2 separate regions of the Ovis aries genome follow, and region 1 is linked to region 2. The links are chromatin contacts, called in public Hi-C maps. All regions are on one chromosome and are shown on one strand. Each heading gives the region's core, a stretch centred on a gene start, on an enhancer-like site or on the middle of the called end of the contact. The rest is flanking DNA. Distances are from core to core; before and after follow the strand shown. Region 1 holds the start of MYBL1 (MYB proto-oncogene like 1). Region 2 overlaps VXN (vexin).

Region 1 (5,956 bases), core at 1,210-3,709, 86 kb after region 2:
CTTCACTACATTTAATTACTCCAGACTTGTGACTCTTTCAATCATTCTATAATACATTTCAATTAATTTATACAGCTGACAGGAATAAAAGTCAATAGTACAATTAATATTTAGATCTCAAAGCTCACAATATTGTCAATAAAACAAAATAACTTACACCAGCAAATTAATCATGAAATCACTTTCTTCTTAGCCTACTATTATGAAGCATACACAAATTATGGACAAAAAACTAACTGAAGAAGGCAGGGTCTGACATTCAAGCATCCATATCTAACCATAACTAACTGCTGATGACAGCATTAGCCAAGAAACTGTTTCAAATAAGATTAACATCAATACAGACAAGTAGATAATGCCACACACTGAATACAAACAAACTCCTGTTACTGAGTTGACAATATTCATTTGTCACCTTGCTTAAAGAAGCTATGTTTAAAAATTCAAAAGAAAAGGCCTAAATCAATACCTCAGTAATTATAGTTACAGGAGCTTTTAGTATCTACCTTTTCTGAAGACTGAGAAGTCAGTCAGGTCCTTGATGTTCTAGAGCAGTAATTCTCACCTGGGTGGTTTTGCCCTTCAACAGACATTTGGTGGTAATGTCTGAAGACATTTTTTGATTGTCACACCTGGGGAAGTGAAGTGTTACTGACATCCATGGGACAGAGGCCAGGGATGCTGCTAGACATTCTACAAAGCGCAGGACAGCACTTCCCACTGCCCCCACCACTGCCTTCCCAATACAGAGAATTATCTGATCCCAAATATCAACAGTGCCTAAGCTGAAAATCCTCTTCAAGAGAAGTGTGTGTGTATTTGTTGCACTTCAAAAGTTTGATCTATTCTGTAGTTGGTACAAAATAATAATCTAATAGGGACTTAATTACATTCTATGCTGATTTCTGTAAAAATACCTTACAGATAGCAGATCCTTAATAAATGAATAGAGCAACAAACACTATGGTGTGACTGTTGACAATTTTTAACAGACATCAGCAATGAATGAAGTTACTACTAAATTTCAACTTGGGAAAAACACCTCTAGTTGAGACTTTGAAGTTGTGGATCCAGATAAATAAAACCATTTGGAAACGCTGTCAAACAACGTTTCATATTTATTGAATAATACTGACAACTAAAAGACACCCTAGTGTTTTTTGTCATATGAGTGATTCCTACACACTCAGTTTAGGAGTAGCTACTAGAGTGACCTTTAAATAAAACCGAAATGCATAAATTCATCCTAGCAAGTTTTCCAAAACCACCACCACCAAAGAAATGCCCTACCTCTATGCAACCCTCAGGTACAGAGTCCAACGGACACACAAAATATTAACTGAATCAAATACATTGTTTTAAGATCAAGTTACTGGTGTTAACAGTGTGACATCTTCCCAGTAGAAGGAAACTGCGACTATGGGAATGGTAATCACAGTAGACATCAAAAAAGTACTCTCTCCTCAGCTATTCCTCAGAGGACTTCCACACCTTTCAAGATAGCAGAGGGGTCCCCAACCCAGGTGTATGACAGAGCCCCTGTTTGTAACTGGCTCAGGAATTCAGAGAGAAAGAGGCCCTAGGAACAGCATTTTCAGGCCGTCCCAGCAGGACACCACCACCTTCCGGTGCGGAGCGTATTCCCTGAAAGCGCACCAACTTACCTGCCAACAAATCCCAAGAAGTGGCTGTGGGACAGTGGGGAGCTGGACAAATGCTGTGGGGAGACTCGACTCCAAGGAGCCGCCTGGGCATCTGTTACTCACTTTCTGAGTCCGAAATGCCCTGGTCCCCAACTCTCCACACGTCACGGCTGCGCTCTGGCCAGCGGGCCGAGACGGCTGTAGCGCAGCGGGAAGGAAAACTTCTGCCCTGGCCTCGGAGGGCCCAGGTAGGCGCGGGGGGGATCTCAGCGGGAAAGGAAAGGGAATCTGAGCCGAGGCTGTGCCCACAGGCCTGGGCGAAAGGGATGTCACCCACCTGCGCGACCTCTTCGCCATCCTTCAAGTACCGCATAGGCGCGGGCTGGGCGGGGACGCGGGTCAGCCTCCTCCAGCCTCGGGCGAATGCTCCTTCTCTCCGACCCTCCCCCGCCGCTTCCCTCGCTCCCGCTCCGAGGCCGACCGAGTGCGGAACGCAGGTCCCCGGCAGGGCAGGACGGAGGGACGGAGGGGCGGACCGCGACCCGCCCCCGGCCCGCAGCGCTGCTTCTTAGCCCCGGCCCGGCCCGTTCAGGGATGCCCCCAACATGTCAGCAGGCGCGCTCCCGCCCTCTCTCGGCCCCTCCCGCCGCCTCTTAGCCTCCTCGCCTTGGTCCCAGCGCGGCTCTGCCGCGGGCGCCGACCCCCGCCCTCTCCCCGCAGCGGGCAGCTCTGCAGGGCTCGTAGCCTCCTGCAGGGTTTTGTCCGCACCGCCGAATCTCGCGCCCAGCCTCCCTCAAGAGCCGCCGTTTGAATCTGCGCACGCGGCCCCGAACCTCATTGGCTGTGGCGGCCGCACGCGGGGGGACGAGGGCGGGGCGGGGAGAGCGCGCGCGACTTAGGGCGGGGCTGGGGAGCTGGAAGCCGGGACTGGAACTCGCGGGAGTCCGGGAAGGAGCTGGGAGCCAGTGGGTGTGGCCGTAGGCCCGGCTCAAAGGTCTTGCTGTGACAGGACCCGGAGCGCGCCGAGCGCCGCACCCGAGGGGGCGGGGCGCTAAGGGCCGCGCGGGGCCTGCTGGGAAAGTGAGTTCCAGGCTCTCCGAGAGGCGTGTCCGGAAGCGGCGGCGAGAGTCCAAGCTTCTCCGGGAGCGTGGACGGTGTCTCTAGGGGTTGAGCAGTCCGGTTCACCGCAACCTTCTCTCGTCCAAAGCTCCTCAGTTCTCAGAGGCATCCCTCCTCACTAGTTAGGAGGCTTAGTCTTTGGATTTGAGACAAACCTAACCATAAAATTTGCGCGGCCGTTACTGTTTAAGCAAAAATGCGAGGTTTTTTTTTGGCCAGACATCATAACTACTAATCTAGCGAAGACTGTAGCGGGAAGGAGCAGGAGTGTGACAGGTGAAAAAGTTTTTAGTTGGACACATGGAACGGGAAAGGGAAATAATCCGGGTCTGCGGCTGGCCTTCAAAGTACTTTAATCTCCTATCCGACTCTTCGGGAAATAACTGCTGTGCTCGATGAAGGAGCCCTGGTCCAGAAGGAGAATGCAGGAAGACAGGAGCGGACTGGGAATTTCGCCCAGATAAATGAGTAGTCAACGGCAGAAGGTGACCTTCTCTCGCAAGAGAGACGAGAGGAAGTGGGGAACCGCCCTGCAGGACCTTCTAGCAGTTACAACTACTCTAGAGGTTTCAAGTCTAATACCTACGAAATGCTCAGTTCAAGCAGCATGAAAGTAGATTACAGTAACGATTAGAAATGGTAAAGGATGCAAATTTGCAAGGTAACATGCTCTACTGCATAGAGCACGAAACCACATGTTAATATTGTAACAGACTTATATTTTGCTATTTTGAAAATTTACACATCAGTTTTTGCAAATCAGAGATGCAGGTGCAAATGTGTACCAAGAAGAGCTTGCATGCACTACTTTCAAAACTTAAAACACCTGCCTTTTTATAGTTCCTTTTTCTCAAGGTATGGATTCTGGTAAGGTAAAACAGTCTTTCAAATCATTCCTTACTATGTCGCTAGTTCACTTAAAAAAGAAAACCTAATTTAGAAAGTAATGTCTTTTGAAAACAATGTTTTCTTTACTCCTGGGCCATGCATTACTCCGCTTATTTACATCCTAACAAGAAGCAGAGTTTCTGCTATATTTTAGGCTGTAGTCGGTTTTATACAGAATACTATTTTAGAGCTTGAAGAGAGTTATTTTAGATTTTGACAGCAAAGCGAATTCTTTTCATGTTAGAGATAGAGAAAAATATAATTCCTCAGAAAGATAACATTGCAGATTCATTTAAATTAGTTACAAAAAAACAAAATGTGGGCTTCAAGTGATTCACAGTTGTTTGAGTACACATACTCAAAGATACCATAACCTGTGACTTGGGTTTTTTTTTTAATCAAAACATATCTTTAATAAATAAATTTTACTTCTCAAAACTCAATAATGAGAAAAGCAATAAAAAATGGGAAGTTAGGGCAGACGCTTCACCAAAAAAGATATACAAATGGCAAATAAGTAGCATGGAGAGGTGCTCCACATCATTAATCATTAGAGAAATGCAAAATAAAAGCTCAGGAGGTACCACTGAAAAGCTTTTAGAATAGGAGGGGGAATACTGTACTAGTGTTGGTGGAAATGAAGAGGCTGAGCAAATATTAACTTTCATACATTGCTGATAGGAACACAAATGAAACAGCCACTTTGGAAAACGGATGTTTACAGTGGCTTTATTTGTAATCACCAAAAGCTGAAAACACAAGGAACACTGTCACACATGTACTCCTCAGCATCCCAGGAGTTCGTTTTGAATAGTCTGTAAATGCTTCCCAAGTCTTTCCACAGAAATACAGGGGAAAATACCAAGGGGGGCAAAGGCTGGGGACAAGTGCTGGAAATTTCCTTGAAAACTGTCTTAGTTTTAAAAACTCATTTGTAACTATAAAAATGAGTTTAAATTGTGAAAGTAAAAATGAGTGATTTACTTTCTCACTCCAAATCTTTAAATAAATCACCTCATTATTACTAATAGTAAATAAATGAGCAGAAGGTACACCATGCTTATCTTTCACATGACTGTACCAGCTTCTTATCCTAGAGGGGCCAAGTACCCCCAAAGATTTGCCAGTGTTAGTGTGAAAAGCTTATGCTGGTTTAATATAGTACCTAATACACTGTAGTTTCAGTAGAGCTGTATCAACCATTTCCATGATTAGATTTTTGTCTAACTATTGTTAGATTGTCCAGCCCTTAGAATAGTGATGCAGTCAGATGCGCAATATAACTGCAAAATGAATGGAAAAATATAAATAAGTACATAAGTAAATATGCTTACCAGAATGCAAAATGTACAAATTAAACCAGATTTGAAATACCATTTTATGACTACTAAGATAGCAAAATTTTTCTAAATCCTGCCAACAAAGTTTGAATAATTCTTTGATGTATTAAAACTGGTATAATCCTTTTGGAAAGCAATACAGAGCAAAACCCATAAATGTGTGCACAGCCTTTGACAAAAACTTAGCTTTAGAAATATAATTCAATACAAGCAAAAAAGATGGGCTTCAATGCTAATAGTAGTATATTCCATTAGAACCCCAGTTTGGAAGCATTCACATTTTTAGACTAGTTTAATGGTTGTTGGCAGAAAAAAAAAAATTGTATAGCCAGTAAAAAATAGTGTAATATTAAGGCAGTGCCATTAAACGGCTACTACACTACTAGGCCCTCCTTGGTGCTTCACATGCATTAGTCTTAGGTAACATCCACAACTGCTATAATCGTAACAACTCTGAGGAGAAGGGGACGACAGAGGATGAGATGGCTGGATGGCATCACTGACTCGACGGACGCGAGTCTGAGTGAACTCTGGGAGTTGGTGATGGACAGGGAGGCCTGGCGTGCTGTGACTCATGGGGTCACAGACTGAGCGACTGAACTGAACTGAACTGATGAGAGAGTTACTGTTATTTTCAACCACTTTATAGATAAGGAAAATTGGGTACCAAAAGGTTAATTTGTCCAGGGGCATAACTTGACAGAACCAAGATTTAAATTAGAACCCAAACTCTAAATCACTCTACTACCTTAATATCTATGGGCATTCAACTATCAATATAGTGTAGGTGTAGAGACAGTGTGATATAGTGCAAAGAAATAGCAGCAGAACTGTATAATTAGTATGACATCATTTACATAAACAAAAACTCAGGGGAGTGTATATGTGAAGATGTGTCTAATAGTCTGGAAGGCAATCTGTGCAGCTCTATGGAAATCAAACTGTTGAACAGTGTTTTATTTTGCA
Region 2 (5,441 bases), core at 1,719-4,218:
GTGACACTCCTGTCCCGGCCAATCCATACACAGAACAACCCTGAGCTGTGACCACTCATTATATTCTGTTATATCCTGGACTTTCCCTGACACTGTTCTGTGGATTGCCCTCCCTGAGTCTCTCTGCCTGAAAAACTCCTCCCACAATGGGTTAGGGGTTCCCTTGGTCAAGTTTCCCTAGCCCTGCAAGACAACCAAAGAGGTCAGCTTGCCATTCCCTAAGTCATCCCACCCAGCTTCATCATAATTGCTGTGCATCTTTAAAGACTGCATTTCCTCACCTATTATTATGTCTGCCTGTAAGGACTTCCCCAATAGCTTAGTGTTAAAGAATCCACCTGCAATGCAGGAGAGGCAGGAGATGAGGGTTCAATCCCTGGGTCAGGAAGATTCCCCTGGAGGAGGAAATGGCAACCCACTCCAGTATTCTTGCCTGGAGAATCTCATGGACAGAGGAGGCTGGCAAGCTACAGTCTAACAGTCCATGGAGTCACAAAGAGTTAGACATGACTGAGCATAGCACATTGGAGGAGGAGTGAGGATTGTAGTGAGGATTAAATGAGATGATGTTCATGTGTCCTACACTCAGCACAGCACCTGACTCAGTAAATACTGAAAAATACACGCTACTGTCATCACTTATGCCAGAGCATGACACATCGTGGTCTGATCTTGGTAGCCTATGACTACATTTCATTGGCATTGAGATGTTTTCCTTGGGGTCATGGGCGTGTTCTCTATGCTATAGTCTGATAGGATGGGGCTCTGCCAGGAACATCTGCCCCAGGAGGGACTCCATCAAAGGCCAGCTTCCCTCGCGCCCATCACTAGCTACTCAGCTCAACACCTGGATTCCCAGAAGCATGGGCCTCAGAAATGAAGGCACAGAAAGAAGGCTCCCACTTATACATCTCAGGCCAGTGTCTCAGGACACTGATAACCTCCAAACCTCCCACGTTATGAGGAAGGCTCATTTTCACAGAGGTGCATTCAAGAGCGCAGGTTAAATGTTTCTCCCAGCTGTAAAGAGTTAACTCCTGATAATGTCATGTGATATGACTCCTTAGGAAGGAAGGAGGAGCTAAAGGCACTGGGGTCCTCTGGGGACCTACTACAGGCAGACCCTGTACTGAACACCTTCACACATGTGATCTTGTTAAATCTTAGTTCTAGCCCCCTGAAGAGTGCCAGTAAATATTTTTGAATATTTACTGTGTCGGGCGATGTGCTGAGTGTAAGACACATAAACATTGTCTCATTTAATGCAGATGACCCGCTCGACAGTCGCCCCAATCCTGACCCTAGTTTGCCACTCAGTAAAAAGGCCCTTAGAAATTCCTACATTTGTGATTTGATTCGCTAACAATATAATTCATGCAGAACCAGAAGAGCACCACCGAGTAACATCCCCTCCGTTCAACTTTGCAGTGGGGACGTCAGAACCCAAATCAGCAAATCTGTGTGGGAATCGAACATATGGCAAAGCTTTGGTAAGTAATCTAGCCTGGTTAGCTGTATCTTCCAGGCTTTAAACATCTCGCCCTATCTGTGCCATGAAGGGAGAACAAGTGTCCTTTGTTCCAGGCCTGGGGATCATTAGAAAATTGCAGCTGAGGGTTCTTTGTTCCTAAAGCCTGTCAACTAGCGGTACACCACTGGCTGCTGCCCTCTTTCTTGCCAGATATTCAGCTCTTAGGCAAACAGAAGGTATTACCTAGCAGACATCTCACACAGGGCGGGGGAGGCAGTTTCTGTGGTATGTCCCCGCTGGGTGGAGGTGCCTGGCCAATTGCCAGAGGCAGCTATAGGGGTAAAGAGATGCAAAGGTCTCGAGTTCAGTGAAAGCACAAAACACCATCATCTCAGAGGGAACCCTCAACCGCCTCCCCCGGGAGCACTGAGGCAAGTGTCATCCACTGGGGTTGCCCGAGATGACTCCAATTGACCAAGGTTTTATATTTTCCCCTGGCTCTGTCATGGTATGCAGGCTGCCCAGGAGAGGGTGACCTTGGGCGAGGTGGCTCGTGGCGGCCAAGGACACCTGAAGAAGCCAAAAGCCACCTGCGGCGCACCCACCCCTAGTTGGATGGTTTGTCCTTTCCTGAAGGGGGATCACATAGTGCGTGTCTGGGTCTAGCTCAGTGTCACCCCGTGAAAACACATCTCCCTCATCATCTTCCGGGCAGGAACGTGGGTACCCTCAGGGTCAGCAGAGAAAGGGTGAAGTGGTGGCTGAAGGAGAGGTCAGCTTGGGCGTTCTGGACTCTGTGGGCATCAGATCTCAAGACTCATGCATCATGAGAACTAGAACAGACTGGAGAGAATGTCTCAGCCATCTGCTCGTCTTTATGGAACAGACTGGGCAGAGATGTGAGTGCTTTGCTCCTGGTATGGACAGGAAATCTAATTCAATTATTTCATTTGGGTCATCCCTGTATTAGGAAAATTGCCCAAAGGGCAGCGATGGGACAATCAAGAGCTCCCTGCCTCAACCCGGTACCCAGGGGCAACCCAGGGTGGTTTGGCTGTTGCCACAAAGTGAAGGTTGTCAGGCTTGACAGCTTGAACCACTGCCCTCAGCGAGCCCTGGCTAAGGGGAAGAGGGCAGTCCATCACGTTGGATTATCTTGCCCCCACCCTTGGAGAGGTAGCTGCAGTCGGGAAGTCAGAGAGAGAGGGGATGGGACAGGGTGGTGATGGAGATGTAACCACAACAGAGGGGCAGCAAGAGGGCAAAGCGGCAGCATGACTGACCCTTTCCTCTGGGCCTGAGACTTTGGGGCTAGGGTCCTGCAGCTCTTCAGAGGCCCATTATCCCAGGGTGGGGAGAGCAATTCAGAGCCCACACAGTCAAATCTGATTGGACTCTAATATGCGCTGGAGGAAACAGGATGGAGGACAGAGAGGAAAGAAGTGATTTTCTGGCCACTGGCACAACCAGAGGGACAGCTCCCAAGAGGCCACAAGGTGGCACAGTGGCTCTGCCCACAACCCTGGGCCAGGCCGGAGAGCAGGGGAAGGTGGATCCTGGTGTCCTTGACCTGGAATTTTCCAGCAATTCCAGGAATGTAGTGACCTTAAGCCTTCCCTGGGGCTTGGGGTGGAGGAGCAAAGGGGAGATCCACTGACTGAACAAACTCTGGACCTGGCCCTGCTCAGGCCCCCAGTTCCTTCTCAACTCAGTACATGTTTCTTGAGCACTCACCACCTCCTTTAAGAGGAGAGCCAGCAAAGGGTTAAGTCCCAGACCCTGATCCAGGCCAATCCATTCCTGGGGAGACTGCACAAGCAGAGGAAACAGAAGCGTAAAGACACGGAATTGGTGGGTTGCCAAAACATGACACACAGGGATTCAGTGCTGTGAGGACAAGCGACGCAGATAAGTCAACTTGGGCACCACCCTAAGGGAAGACTTCTTGGAGGAAGTGGCCTTGAAGGGCAGGCAGAGATGAGGCTCAATCCAGAGAGTGAAGGAAAGGTTGGGTGAGGATGCAGATTTGTGGGTGAGCATTAGAAAAGGCAGGACCAGCCCCTCTGGGACATGTAGGGGGAACAGAAGCAGATAAGGGGGAGTCCTGTTTTGAGGAGCCTTAAAGAGCAGCAGATAAAAAAATCTGCCTGCAATGCAGGAGACTCGGGTTCCATCCCTCAGTCAGGAAGATCCCCTGCAGAAGGAAATGGCAACCCACTCCAGTATTTTTGCTTGAAAAATCCCATGTACAGAGGAGCCTGGCAGGTTGCAGTCCATGGGATGACAAAAGAGTCAGACATGAAAGAGCTACTAAGCACACATGCATGAAGCAGGGGACAGAGCTGACTCAGTCCACCCTCAGTGGGGAGACCCTGCGAATCTGGGAGAGGCCTGGGGTGTGGGGCAGGTCTGGTGGGAAACAAGGAGATCCTGTCCCGGGTGACTGGCCCTGAGGCTCAGTGGAGGAGAATGTCACTGCTCTTGGCCACATTTCCAAGTGAGAACCTGCAGGATTTGACAACAAAGTGGACACAGATCATGGGGGAATTAGGGGGACAGAGGCCTCAGGCTGGAATAAGTTGCTCACTTTCACGTTTCTCTAGGTGAGTGGTTACCAAAGTGGGGTCTGGGGACCAGCAGCAGTTGAGAACTTGTTAGAAAGGCAGCTTCTCAGGCCAACATCAGACCTACTGAGTCAGAAGCGAGGGTGGGTCCAGTGCTGCATTGAATGCCCCCCTAGGGAAGCCTAGGGCCCACGGCGGAGTGAGGTCCATTGCCCTAGGTTGATGCCAGTTCAGCAGCTTAGCCAATCAATGCCCTTGCCAATGGCTCCAGCCAGTGCGGGAACTGGGGACAGGGCAACAACCTCACTCTCCCTTCTCACAACCCAGATGCCTCCAGTGGCCCGGATCTCCGTGAAAGCCCCCACGGTCCTGGAGGCGGCAGCCCCGGGCTCGGAGAATGTAGCTGTGCTGACCAGAGGGTAAGTGCTGTGCCTCCAGCAAGCTCCCAGGGGTTCCCCACCTGCTCCCATCCTGTGCAGAAGAGTAACAGGTGGCCTGGCTGACCAATCCCGGAGAGATGCTATAACAAAATCCCTGCCAGCCATAAACGACCTTCTAATGAGGGCTATAATCCCGGGTCTCTGTAGCACTTCGTTGACTATTTCACTAGGATTAAGCTCAAGTGTTTTTGATGGTTTCTACTTTATTACCGCCACTCTTTAGACCTGGAGAAGTGTCATTTGGGAGGAATTTTGGTCAATTAAGTAAATTAATCACAGGGCATGGAGAAGGAACTGGCAACCCATGCCAGTATTTTTGCCTGGAGAATCCCATGGACAGAGAATCCTGGTGGGCCACAGTCCATGGGGTCTCAAAGAGTCCAACACAACTGAGCGACTAACACACACACACACACACATACACAATCACAGGCCATACGCAGAGGCTCCTGAAATGCCTCACACATTAGGTTCAGGGCCCCTGCCCAGGTAAGTACATAAGATACAAAGGTTTCAACCAAATTTATGACCTGCATGTTACTATTAAGGTTTCCCTGGTGACTGAGTGGTAAAGAATCTGCTGGCCAATGCAGGAGACAAGGATTCGATATCTGAATTAGAAAGATCCCCTGGAGAAGGAAGTGGCAACCTACTCCAGTATTCTTGCCTGGGCAGGCCCATGGACAGAGGAGCCTGGCGGGCTGTAGTCCATGGGGCTGCGAGAGTGAACAAGATTGAGTGACAAAACTACAACAACAACATTACTATCAACTCTGCTCATGAACCAGCAGCTAGAATAGCCGGAGCAATACCCACACCCCCAAGGACCACCCCACTGCCTTCAACGGAACACTAAGAAGATAGCCACACCCCCACTACAATCCTCCAGACTTGGAGGGAGCAGGAAAGTGGCTTCAGGGATGACAAAGAGTGTGGGCTCTTGACTCAGTTCTGCCTGTGTGGCTG

The links. Hi-C and Micro-C count contacts between places; a contact is called where the count stands out from the background.
Region 1: a Hi-C map of liver shows a contact between it and region 2, with 4 times the contacts expected there. The contact joins the promoter of MYBL1 here to the enhancer-like site in region 2. A contact is called at or near these places in 8 of 16 Hi-C or Micro-C datasets (hypothalamus, liver, mixed tissues and 4 more).

The regions. Positions count from the first base shown.
Region 1 is chr9:43,818,208-43,824,163 of ARS-UI_Ramb_v3.0, forward strand. It overlaps MYBL1 (MYB proto-oncogene like 1), which reads right to left and starts at 2,460. Exons shown (of 15, transcript XM_004011713.5): 1 at 1,981-2,460. The coding sequence starts at 2,000.
Region 2 is chr9:43,732,168-43,737,608 of ARS-UI_Ramb_v3.0, forward strand. It overlaps VXN (vexin), which reads left to right. Exons shown (of 7, transcript XM_042254265.2): 4 at 1,429-1,490; 5 at 2,187-2,370; 6 at 4,363-4,454. Among named protein-coding and RNA genes, the nearest start is that of VXN, 20 kb to the left of the region's middle. Within about 2 kb of position 2,969, at least 15 of the 54 cell types and tissues checked have an H3K27ac peak or open chromatin away from gene starts, as enhancers often do. A contact at or near this core is called in hypothalamus and liver, where this site is marked.